2 separate regions of the Mus musculus genome follow, and region 2 is linked to region 1. The links are chromatin contacts, called in public promoter capture Hi-C maps. All regions are on one chromosome and are shown on one strand. Each heading gives the region's core, a stretch centred on a gene start, on an enhancer-like site or on the middle of the called end of the contact. The rest is flanking DNA. Distances are from core to core; before and after follow the strand shown.

The links. Capture Hi-C pulls out chosen DNA fragments and counts their contacts.
Region 2: a promoter capture Hi-C map of adipose tissue shows a contact between it and region 1. The contact joins two enhancer-like sites. A contact is called at or near these places in 1 of 484 Hi-C or Micro-C datasets (bone marrow-derived macrophages), 3 of 115 datasets of contacts at active chromatin or transcription factors (embryonic stem cells, stem cell-derived neural progenitor cells and trophoblast stem cells) and 3 of 9 other capture datasets (adipose tissue, liver and pancreatic islet).

What each region holds. Positions count from the first base shown.
Region 1 is chr2:145,672,631-145,678,465 of GRCm38.p6, reverse strand. No RefSeq gene overlaps it. Among named protein-coding and RNA genes, the nearest start is that of BC039771, 26 kb to the left of the region's middle. Within about 2 kb of position 2,500, at least 204 of the 459 cell types and tissues checked have an H3K27ac peak or open chromatin away from gene starts, as enhancers often do. A contact at or near this core is called in adipose tissue, where this site is marked.
Region 2 is chr2:145,799,263-145,805,097 of GRCm38.p6, reverse strand. All of the region lies in intron 2 of Rin2 (Ras and Rab interactor 2), which reads right to left. Among named protein-coding and RNA genes, the nearest start is that of Rin2, 16 kb to the right of the region's middle. Within about 2 kb of position 3,582, at least 24 of the 459 cell types and tissues checked have an H3K27ac peak or open chromatin away from gene starts, as enhancers often do. A contact at or near this core is called in adipose tissue, where this site is marked.

The DNA of each region.
Region 1 (5,835 bases), core at 1,251-3,750:
AGGACTCTCTTGTCCTGGGTCATAATGTGACAGTCTGGGCAAATCCTCTGGGGTGCAGCTGGACCCGGGGACTGGCCTCCCTCAGTACTTTGACCCCTCCAGGGATCCATATCCTCTTCTACAAAATGTGATTTGGGTTGTGTGAGAAACAGCTGAGTTACTATTTATCCAAACAAAGATCTATGAAAACATTATCTGCTTTCTTTTGACTCATTACTGCTCTAAGGCATACATCCTGTTGTGTACTATTCAAAATGCTTCCGCACAGGGATACTCTGTTCGTTCATTCATTCATTCATTCATTCGACCCACACTCCTTCAGTGGCAAGTCACAAGGGTTAGGGTTTGGCTTTGGGAAGCTGACAGTGGAGAAGTAGAGCTCAGGGCATATGCATTGGGAGTGATATCACATATGTTCACACATGTACACACACACACATGCACGAACGTACACACACGCACACACACACACACACACACACACACACACACACACACACACACACTCTTCCAGTGGTGGTAGCTGTCTCACCAGGCAAAAGGAGGAGGAAGGCAGGGCAACCTTCCTTACTAAAACCATTAAGACTCTTGAAGGATCTTTAGACAGCCTGGATAGACCGATAGGGGTTGGACAGTACAGCAACATGTTATGGTACAGGATGCACATGAAGAGTGGGCTCAATGACGGGGATCTCCCAAAGCAACTCACCCCTGAGAAAGGATAGGATGTATCTGTCTCTAAGCAGAGGACCAGGACTTAGTTAAGTAAGGAGGTTGCTTCTAGGGAGCTAAACAACTCTTTCAGTAGGCACAAACCTTGACTTTGGAGAGGCCCTGGGGAGGGCCCCCTTGGAGGAGAATGAAAGTCACTGGGGGGTGGTGTTTTGGTTGCTTTCCTATTGCTATGATAAAACATTATGGCCAAGGCAAATTAGAGAAGGGTTTATCTAGGGCCTGCAATTCCAGAGGGATAGAGGACAGGGGTCCATCACCATGATTCAGGGAGCATGGTAATAGGCTGGCAGATATGATGGAAACAGCAGCTGAGAGCTCATATCCTGATCCACAAACAGGAAGCAGAGAGCACACTGGGAATGGCATGAATTTTGAAGCCTCAAAGTCCACTCCTAGTCCCCAGTGACATATCTCCTCCAACAGGGCCACACCTCCTCCTAATCCTTCCTAAACAGTTCCACCTACTAGAGACCAAGCATCTAAACACATGAGCCTGTTGGGTCCATTGGAATTCAAAGCAGCACGGGTGTCATCTCTCAACAAGCACTCACCTACCCTAGAGGGAACTTAATCAGAGAACCCATGCACATGAGGGCATTCCTAGGAGCTGGTTGTCCTTCTCCATCACATGCCTCAGCCTCAATGACCTAGAAAAAAAAAACCCAAACTAAAGGTCCTGTCAACGCCCTTCTTCCCAAGTCCTAAATATAAAGGCTCCTTGCAGCCCCTCTAAAAGCCAATGTCCCCTAAGGAGGTGAAAGCACTAAAGGATATGAAAGTCCAGAGACATAGGGAGCCTGAGGCCAGAAGGAAAATGAGCCCCTCTGTGCCCTTATCAAAACATCCTCCCCAGCCTGAACTAGGGGAAAGGTTAATAAAAGCTCTGCAGTCAATAAACAAGATGATGAAGAAAGCCCAGCTTGCCCAATCTGCTGCATGCCATTGTCAACCCTCATAAACCACGAAGCAGGGACAAATGGGGGCTCTGGTTCCACTGAGCAACAATGCCCCAACAAAACAGCCAGCACCTGTGTTTATTTAAAATGTTGACATTTTGCTCGTCACAGATCTTTGGAAACAAGTTTCTTTTTAAAAAGCATTGTGCTGGGGTTACTATTTATCTTAATTTCTGAGTGTTGCCAAGTGTTTATTTTTGCTTCAATATTTACAAAGTCCGGTTGGTGAATGTACCATGGTCCTAAGAAACCACAATGTGTCCAAGCTCTGCAAGAAAGTGAGGCTGCACTGTGTTCAGAGGCTGCTTTTTTTTTTTTTTTTTGCTTCTGCAGCAGAACTAGGAAAGCCCCCAGGGACTTGAGGGCTCTGAGAAGAGAGGCGCCTCTCAAGGCCCAAAGGCCGACCTTGCCTTGTATTTCTTGGCAAGGCAGCATCACTTTCCGGCTGAACTTCGGCAAACCCTGCAATGCTCCAGCCGTCGAAGAACCTCCATCGCAGGATGAGTGTGGGACGCCAAGCTCCAGGGAGCCCAGGCTAAGAGAGGAGTAACAGCTCAGAGGGGGAAACCCATAGGCCTTCAAGGGGGAAAATGGCCCTGTCCCTTCCCAGCTGGAATCCAGAACCCCTGCACTAATAGCTGTACCGCCCTCAATCACTGCCTGCAACAGCCCAAGCACCCTCCTGCCGGGGGTTCGCTGACCCCTCTGCCTCGCTGTAAGGAGAAAGTGGCGGATCACAATGTGTGCTCTGCAACTCAGCACTGTGACTCTTGGGATCTGGCCAGCACAGGCGCATTTGACACACGGCAGGCGGCGCCGCAGGTAGAACTCAACAAAGATCTCTCTACCTCCCAGCTCCTGGGTACGCTCGTATGCACACGCACCTGCACCGCCAATCATCCGGCCCTCACCCTCGGTGGCTTGCCCCCTACCCAATCTCTGCAAAGGTCAGCCGAGGACACCCCGTGATCTTCCTTGAATCCGACTCCAGAATGTCACTCTGCCTCAAGTCCTGGTGTCCTGGCTGCCCATTGCTCCTTCCACTATCGGTCCTTTAGGACCGCTGAGGACGCTAGCTGGTTGGCTCTCTCCTTATCTCAAGCGACAGTAGGGCAGTGGGGAACTGCACCTCGCGCATGGTGCCCGGTTCTCCCACTTGAGGTGTGGTCTCCGCCTCTGCCACCCCTTACCTTGCTCCCTTGGTGCAGATCTGGGAGGCGGGGGCGACCGGCAGGTCAGTGACCGAGTAGGACTAGAATTCTCCGCCCAGGAGGAGGAAGAAGAGGCCGAGGAGAGAAGGGGCGTGGCCGGAGGGAGGAGAGAAAGGCTTTGTGTGCCTCCGCCCAGCCCCTCTGAAGATCTCCTCTGGGGTCCCCTCCCAGCTTCTCTGGGACCCAGTCGGGGCGAGCTGATTGGAGTTGAAGAACAAGGCGCCTGCGCGACCCCTGGTCCCGCCTACCCTCGGGCAATCGCCGGGTTACCAGGAACTTTCAAACTGGGGCGTATGGATTGGGAATCGAAAAGTTTACCTAACCCGGAGCAAACTTGTCTGGACCCGCCCTGAACCTCCTCCGATCCACCCGGTTCCCTCTGCGCCTGTCTCCACTGCCAGAGTTTGTTTCTGGGAGGTTTCCCCTTTCTCCTTTCTTCCTCAGATGCGTGCAAGCATTAGACCGACTTCGGATCCGGGGAAAGGGCCACGCAGGCTGGAGAAGTCCAGCTGCGAGGAGATGGGGAGTTGGGTGGTGGTGGAGGGGGTGGGAGTAGTGGGGGGGGGCGTGAGGCGCGGTCCACACCCTGGGGTCGGCGATGGCGTGGCTGCTGGGGTTTGTACGCGTGCTGCCGCAGGGCACCAGTCTGGGAGATGGGGTTGGCCCTACTCTCCAAAGTCTAACCTTCGCAGGAAGGAAGGGAAGGAGCGGTGTGGGAAACGGAGACCCTGTAAGCTGAGCTAGCAATTACCTAAGTGGCCGGTGTCACAAAGAGAGTCTTAAGGGTGTTCAAAGAGACTCTTGTTTTGCCCAGAATTGGAAAAGGAATAGAGACCTTATCTTTGTATGTGCTTACTTCCCACCTAAGGCAGAGAATAGATGCTTGTGAAAGCAGGCTTCTAAATTAAAAGCGAAAACAAGCCAAAACAGTACTTACCACTCAGTACCAGCAGCCCAGCACCAGCAAAACCTAAGCCATCAACTGCACTTCTCTTTGTGTACCGAATCGCCTGCTTAATAATTTAGTAATAGCTATGCATCCGGCTGGGTTCTAAGCTTGAGATGTATTGGAGAAGAAATCATCTTCCCTCCTCTGGTGGCTATGACATGCAGAGGGATAAGGATGGGCTGGCAGAAGGGAAGTAGCGCACACCACAGGCAAATTACTGGGACATTAGACTAGATAGCGATGAAGGAAAAAAAGGATAGCTGGAACCCTCGTGTGTGTGTGTGTGTGTGTGTGTGTGTGTGTGTGTGTGTGTGTGTGTCCCAGGTTATAGAATGAAATCGTGTTGGGCTGTGGAAGACCCCTCCTGCAGGTGGTCCTGGGAAAATAAGAGAGGGAGTTTAGCAGAGTATCTGGGGGGAATGGGGGAGGGGCATAGACTCTGAGGGGAAAGATAGAAATTCGCGAGGATTTGAGCAGTGGATTTCACCATCTGCTGTAGCCGGAAACCCCAGTGTAGAAGCAGAGAAGAAAACTAGAGAGAGACAGAGAGACAGACAGAGAGACAGAGAGCGCCAGGGGGCACAGAGCAGGCTCACAGCCCTGCAGAGGCACTTGGAATCCCACCGATTTTGAAGGGACCACTGACAGTTCCTAAGCTGGATATGTGAACACAGAGTGACGGTGCTCCTGCCCCTCGTTTTCTCCAGCTCATTGAGCCTAAGAGGATGCACCTTAGTAGACAGTGGGCCCCAGGTTAGTGCTGGCCTTCACCCTTTTCTTCTGATTCTTTCATCTTACCTGCCTACAAAATTCCTTGGACACTGCTTCATGGACCACCCTTGTCTTCAGTCTCTTCAGAAAATTGGAGCCCATTTTGTCCTACTCTTCCCTCAATCTGGAAAATGTCTCAGAGTTGGGATCCATCTGTGGAGTCCCTACAGAGGAAATTCTAAATGGACCACTGCCAACATATACTTCTTTAGCATATTTCAAGATGGCTGTTCAAAGGGACTGTAGACCTGGGATAGCTCTGAAAAGCTATGCTTTGTGGGTAACTCACACCTGTAATGAAGGCATAGAGTAGTTGCAAAGAAGCTTTTCATTGCAAGAGGGAGACCAGGGTGACACCTGGCCTAGAACAGCTTTCTAGTGACTGTCACTTGGGGGAATTTCACTTCCCCAACAGAGAAACTAACGTCCTTCAGTGTCTTTAGCTCTCTTCTTTACAGTAACTCAAGCTTCCATCTCTACTGGCCAAGAATGCTGTTCTAGCTCCCGCTGTCCAGCCCCCTTATTTTGAGTCTTGCCCTTAGCAGATGGTTCCTGTTTCTACACATTAGTAAATTCATATGCATTTTCTTATCAGCGTGTTTATCACTAGTTAGTTTTGTGGGTCAAAACTGCTGAAGCTTCAGAGAGAAAAGAGAACACAGGACTTCCCTGCAGTGTCACGTTCTAAATACCAGTGTAAGTACTGAGGCTCTAGTCATACACCTGACTACACCGTGTTATTAGGATTCACGTCCACAGTATGAGGGGATGTTATAAGTGACAGAAGTGGATGTCCCGGGGGATGGAGAGATGGCTCAGTAGTTAGGAGCACTATCTGCTCTTCCAAAGGTCCTGAGTTCAATTGCCAGCAACCATATAGTGGCTCACAACCATCTGTAAAGGGATCTGATGCCCTCTTCTGGTGTGTCTGAAAACAGTTACAGTGTACACATATAAATAAAATAAATCTTAAGAAAGAAAGAAAGAAAGAAGGAAAGGAAGGAAGGAAGGAAGAAAGAAGGAAGGAAGGAAGGAAGGAAGGAAGGAAGGAAGGAAAGAAAGAAAGAAAGAAAGAAAGAAAGAAAGAAAGAAAGAAAGAAAGAAAGAAAGAAAGGGAAGTCCCCCAGGGTAGTGCAGTGTGATGGCTTTGGTCCTTCTCATGCATTTGCTTCCTGTTTGACAGATTTGACTTCCCACCCAGTGGCCTGTGGAC
Region 2 (5,835 bases), core at 2,333-4,832, 130 kb before region 1:
CCTTAATTAGAGACTTAATTTTCCCATTCAGGGCAAGAGACTTGAGCAGCAGTCTTTAAAAATACACTGTCAACTGTGGAGGAACAGTGGAAGTGTTTGTGGCTCTCAGAAATGCTGGCGCTACACACGGGAAAATGGGTTAAGTATGGTGTGATGACCGAAGGCTATTATTAATCCTGAGTAAGGAAGGACACTCTGATGCAGGAGACAACATTGGATAGATCTTGAAGATATTTTGCTAGATGAAACTAGTTAGTCAGAGAAGGATACATGTCTCGAGCCCACTCACAGGAGGAACCTAAAGCTGTCATCTTCACAGCAGCAGAGAGAATGCCGGTAACAAAGAGGAGAGGAAACCGCTGACTATTTGGTGAGGATAGTTTCAGTTTTGCAAGATGAAAAGAGTTTGGGAGCTGAAGGGTGGTGACGGTTGCACAATAATTTAAATGTACTTAATGCCAAGGAAGTAGACGTTTAAAAATGGCTATAGTTACAAATTTTATGGGACACACACTTACCTACGATTCAAACAATAACAAAACCAGACACCACAGTAGTCTTTTGTTTGTGGGTTTTGTTTGTCTTGTTTGTGGGCTTGCTATTGCTACGGCATAGATGCTTGTTTGCTTGTTGACAAACCCATGCTGTAGAGACTCACTTTTTTTTTTTTTTTTTTTTTTTTTTTTTTTTGGTTTTTCGAGACAGGGTTTCTCTGTATAGTCCTGGCTGTCCTGGAACTCACTCTGTAGACCAGGCTGGCCTCGAACTCAGAAATCTGCCTGCCTCTGCCTCCTGAGTGCTGGGATTAAAGGTGTGTGCCACCACGCCCGGCTTGAGATTCACTTTTAAAGAAACAATCATAATAACACAGTTCCAGCTTCTGAATGGTGGGGACACCGAATGTCATCTGACATGAAGGCCTAGAGTAGTCCAAGTGTGAAGCGGCCCCTCCCCCACTGCACTGTCACTGGTTCTTTGCACAGGGGATGAGGTCATCTCTGTGTGGGACACGCTCAGATTCTGGGAACTAAATGCTTTCCCGTACCTGATGGTATCAACTAGCCAGGACAGTAAAGCATGGCCCTGCTGCTCAGTCGGTGGGGTGGTGAGGGATTACCATCGTCCTGAGAATGCCAGGATCTTTCTAATGTGGACCAGCCTTCTGCAATCGAGAAGCTGGACTGAGATATCCCAAGAGGGCCCATTTGATGTGACAGAGATGACCAAACTAGACAAGCTCAAACACCACCCCTCTCTCTTTGTGTTTATGGAGAAAAGTGGGGAGCCCCTGTCTTATCTGGCTCGTAGCGGTTTGCTCCAGCAGAGCACATTTTCTCTGACCAGATGCCTTTTGTCTGAATCTAGTTGACACATAGTTGAGGAAGACTCTTGAAGTTGAGATCGAGCCTTGGAATCTGTTTTTAATGCTCAGCTTGATCTAGCTATCGAAACACGTCGAGTGGTAAGTCGGAAATAGGAGCAAGCTGCTATAGGAATCCAGCTCCTGTGTATAATCTCACTATGCATAACTGCCAAGCCCAAGGTCCCCGGATGGATGGAAGAACACATAAATAAAATGTGGCATATGCACACAATGGAATAATAGCCTTAAAAACAAATCCTGACGTCCAGACGGCTAGGAATACAAGCAAAGGAAGACCTTGGAGTCCTTCAATGGGAGCTATGGTCTACTTCTCTTTTTTTTTTTTTTTTTTTTGAGACAGGGTTTGTCTCTGTAGCCCTGGCTGTCCTGGAACTCACTTTGAAGACCAGACTGGCCTCGAACTCAGAGATTCACCTGCCTCTGCCTCCCGAGTTCTGGGATTAAAGGCGTGCACTACCACGCCCGGCTCATGGTCTACTTCTCTTGTGTGGTCCCAAGGCCATGGCTTACTGCACATCCAGATACTGGGCTCATTCGTGAGATTTTTGTTTGTTTGTTTGTTTGTTTGTTTGTTTAGTTTTCAGTTGTATTGATTATTCTATTACCACTGTGATCAAAATGCTTGAAAGAAACACTTTGTAGAAGGAAGGATTAGTTGTGACTCACAGTTCTGGAGAGGTCAGACTGTTGGAAAGGCATGGTGGAGACAGCCATTCACATCAGGACAAACTAGGAAGCAGGAAGCAGGCATGGACTGGTGGAAGTGGAGGCCTGTGTTCAGTTATCCCTTGTCCTATTTTCAATCGACCTGTGCTTCCAGCCCACCCAGTCCATGGAGTGGTGCCACTCATTGCTAAGTTAGACCTTCCCACTAGAGTTCATGCTCTGGAAATGCCTTCATAGACAGGCGTGCTTCAGTCTCCTAATGATTCTAAATCCAGTCATGTTGACACTGAAGATTACCCAGCATGCTGGTGACATAGGAGATGGAACCCTGGGCCTTGCACATACTGGGAAGTGTGCTGACACTGAGCCATGCCCCCAGATCTTGGACTCACTCATGAGAATCAGCCATTCTTATAGTCACAGCATTATTTCTTGGCTTCACACATAAGCACCATTTAAAATCAGTACCAAGTATATGGACTTGGTGAAAATTCATTAGACTGAACACTGATGGGAGTCCTCCCTATGACGCATGGCATTTCAGGAGGAAATGAAACATGGAATTGTCAGGACAAATGCAGCAGAATCATTTGGAGACTAAAGACTTGTGACAATGGGAGATCCTGACTGGATCTAGGAAGGTGGGAAAAGAAGTTCCTTAAAGGACATAGCTGAGCCATCAACAAACCCAGGGAATGGGCTACAGAAGATTCTCAGGTCAACGTTTACGTTTTTTGGTTTTCATCGTGGACTGTGCTGAAATAACAAAATTTATAGCCAAATGTGATGGCATAAACCTGTGTTCCCAGAAATCTAGAAGCAGGGCATTTGACTTTGAGTCCAAGGCCAGCCTAGGTTCACAGCGACACCTTGCCTCAAAATACGAGAGAGAGAGAGAGAGAGAGAGAGAGAGAGAGAGAAGAGAGAGAGAGAGAGAGAGAGAGAGAGAGAGGAGAGATGAATAGATAGCTATCAATGTTCTCAGGATTTAGGGGTACATACTTAGGGGGTTCTTCCAGTATACTCTCAAGTGACCCAGAAAATATGCTACTTGTGACTATAACTCCTATAGAAAGAGGAAATCACACACACACACACACACACACTCATGCACACTGGCACCAATGCAGTCTTGTGGACTTAGGAAGAGAGACAGTGAGAGAGCAAGTGGGGACACGTGTAAGTGATTAGGGAGCTGGAACGAGGGTAATGAATGGCTTTACAGGAATCCTCCTGCTACGATGGCAACTTTTACGAAACTTAAAACTCTATCAGTAAAAACCACTCCCCTCTGAGGAAATGAAAACTTCTAACAGTGCACCCAGGAATGACACCAGGCTGCCGGCAATCCCTTCTTTGATTTCAAATGGCTCTCCAAAACTCACTTTGCACATTCCTGTTGGGAGAGCTCTTTTCTGGAAAGTTCTGTCAGTTCTGTTCCTTGCCCTCAAAATCTGTAATAATGTACCCTTGGCACAGCGGAAGTGTAGCCAGCTGCTCTGGGGGCCGCACCCATTCCTGCTCAGACTGGCAGTTCCTGGGCATGGGGACCAGTGCCAGTGGCCACAGGCAGGACTTCTTGTTCCAAGGAAAGGCTAACCTTTAGCTCCCTAATGAAATCTGGACCCATAGCTATGGTATGAAGTCTTCTCTGGCTCTCGTTCCTGTGCGACCCCTGGGGCAAGACTGTAACTGGCCCATGCCTCTGTTTGCTTACCTGTAAAAGGGGTAACAGGCAATGGTAGTTTGGTGGAAAAATGAAGAAAGCTAGTATGATAAATAGATCCAGCATTTTGTGGGCCCAAGGCCTCAGCTAAAGTCAGCCCATGCCACTGGTGGGGACAGCCACTGAGTGCGGGAGCATCAGCACACAGGAGTGTGTGTGAGTATACCCCATGTTTATACACTGACACATGCACATGTAACATATATACCACTGTACACATTTACATTCACATATTATATACACATACACAGTAACACACACACTCATACACAAGCACACATACACAGTAACACACACACTCATACACAAGCACACATACACAGTAACACACACACTCATACACAAGCACACATACACAGTAACACATACACTCATACACATGCACACATACACATTCACATGCACACATGTACCACAAATACACATACCTTCATATATATATATATATCCTGATATTCCTGCCTCTACCTCTCAAATACTTAGATTTACTTTATCCATTTTTTTAAAAGACAATGTCTTACTATGTAGTCTTGGCTGTCCTGGAACTCACTATGTAGCCCAGGCTAGCCTCAGATTCCCAGAGATTCCCCTGCCTCTGTCTCCAAAGCACTGGTACTAAAGGCATGCACCACCATGCCTGGCTCTACTTTATGTGGCACCGCCACGCCCAGCAAAACCATCTGTATTTACTGAACTCACCCAGAGGATTTAGCTGTCAATAAGTCCAGAAAGGGAGGAAGGGCTTTCCATTATAGGATATTGTTAACTTTCACGTCACTTGAGAAGAAGTAGAATTTCATTTAGTGGACGGGAAAGGTGGTTCAGTGGGTAAAGCGCTGGCTGAGTGACCATGAGCTCAGATCCCCAACATCCATCCATCCATCCATCCATCCATCCATCCACAAGCTTGGTGTGAAGCTGGGACCTGCAGTCCCAGTGATGGGAGCTGGAGAGAAGAGGATGGATACAGGTGAGGGGTCAGGCTCACTGCCAATGGGTCTGATAATTTGGTTCAATTAGGACCCTATTTCAAAAAAAAGGTAGAGCCAGGCATGGTGCTGCACACATTTAATCCCAGCCTTTTGGAGGCAGAGGCAGGAGGATCTCTAGGAATCTGGGGCTAGCCTGGGCTACATAGTGAGTTCAAAGACAGACAAGACTACATAGTGAGACGTTGTCTTTAAAAATAAAATAATAAAATAAGATGAACTTGAGCCAGGTAGAATAGTGCATGAATTTAATTCCAGCATTTGAGAGGCAGAAGTGGGAGAATCTCTGTGAGTTTGAGGTCAGCATGAGAGTTCCAGGACAGCCAAGGCTTCACAGGAAAATCCTGTCTTGAAAAAAAAAAAAAACCAAAATAATGATGATGATGATGATGATAATGATACTGATGTTGAAAAGCAATAGAAGACACTGGATGCCAACTTCCGGTCTCCACACATCCATGCACACAAAAGTAAAGAGTAAAAAAAAAAAAAGTTAAAGTTTAGTTCTGTATAAATAGTGACAGTGGAACCCACACTCCTCCGAGTTTGAGGTCACTAAGCACTTGACCTGACCTTAGGGGTAGAACAGAAAAGGGCATGGTGAATGTGGGCTTGGGAAACATGGCAGGGGACATCCAAGATGGGAGACTGGTAAGCCAAAGCCACACTGCTCTGGTGCGGGGTGCACTGGCTTTCTCGCCCTCAGTAGATGGTCACAGAGACCCCAAGGGTAGATAGACCCCTATAAGCAATTACCATCGTTTGTCCCCTGAGTCAGCTTTTCCCAACGAGAACAGTAGATCTGCAGCACACAGTCACAATTTCAGAGTGGAAGGCAGTTTTCCAACTCCTGGGATTACCACCACTCTAGTCTGTCTTGAAAATTCCAACTAGAAGGCTGAACTGGAAAACAAGTGAATAAAGATGTCTCTGGGCTGCCTGCCGCTGTTGGGCCGCCATGAGGCTGCCTGCTGGGGATAAGCCTTTCCTCAGAGCACACATTTACCCCAGGGTTAGTGTTAGTCACCTCTCCCTGTTATTCAAATCTTTTGAGAAGATCCTCCACATAG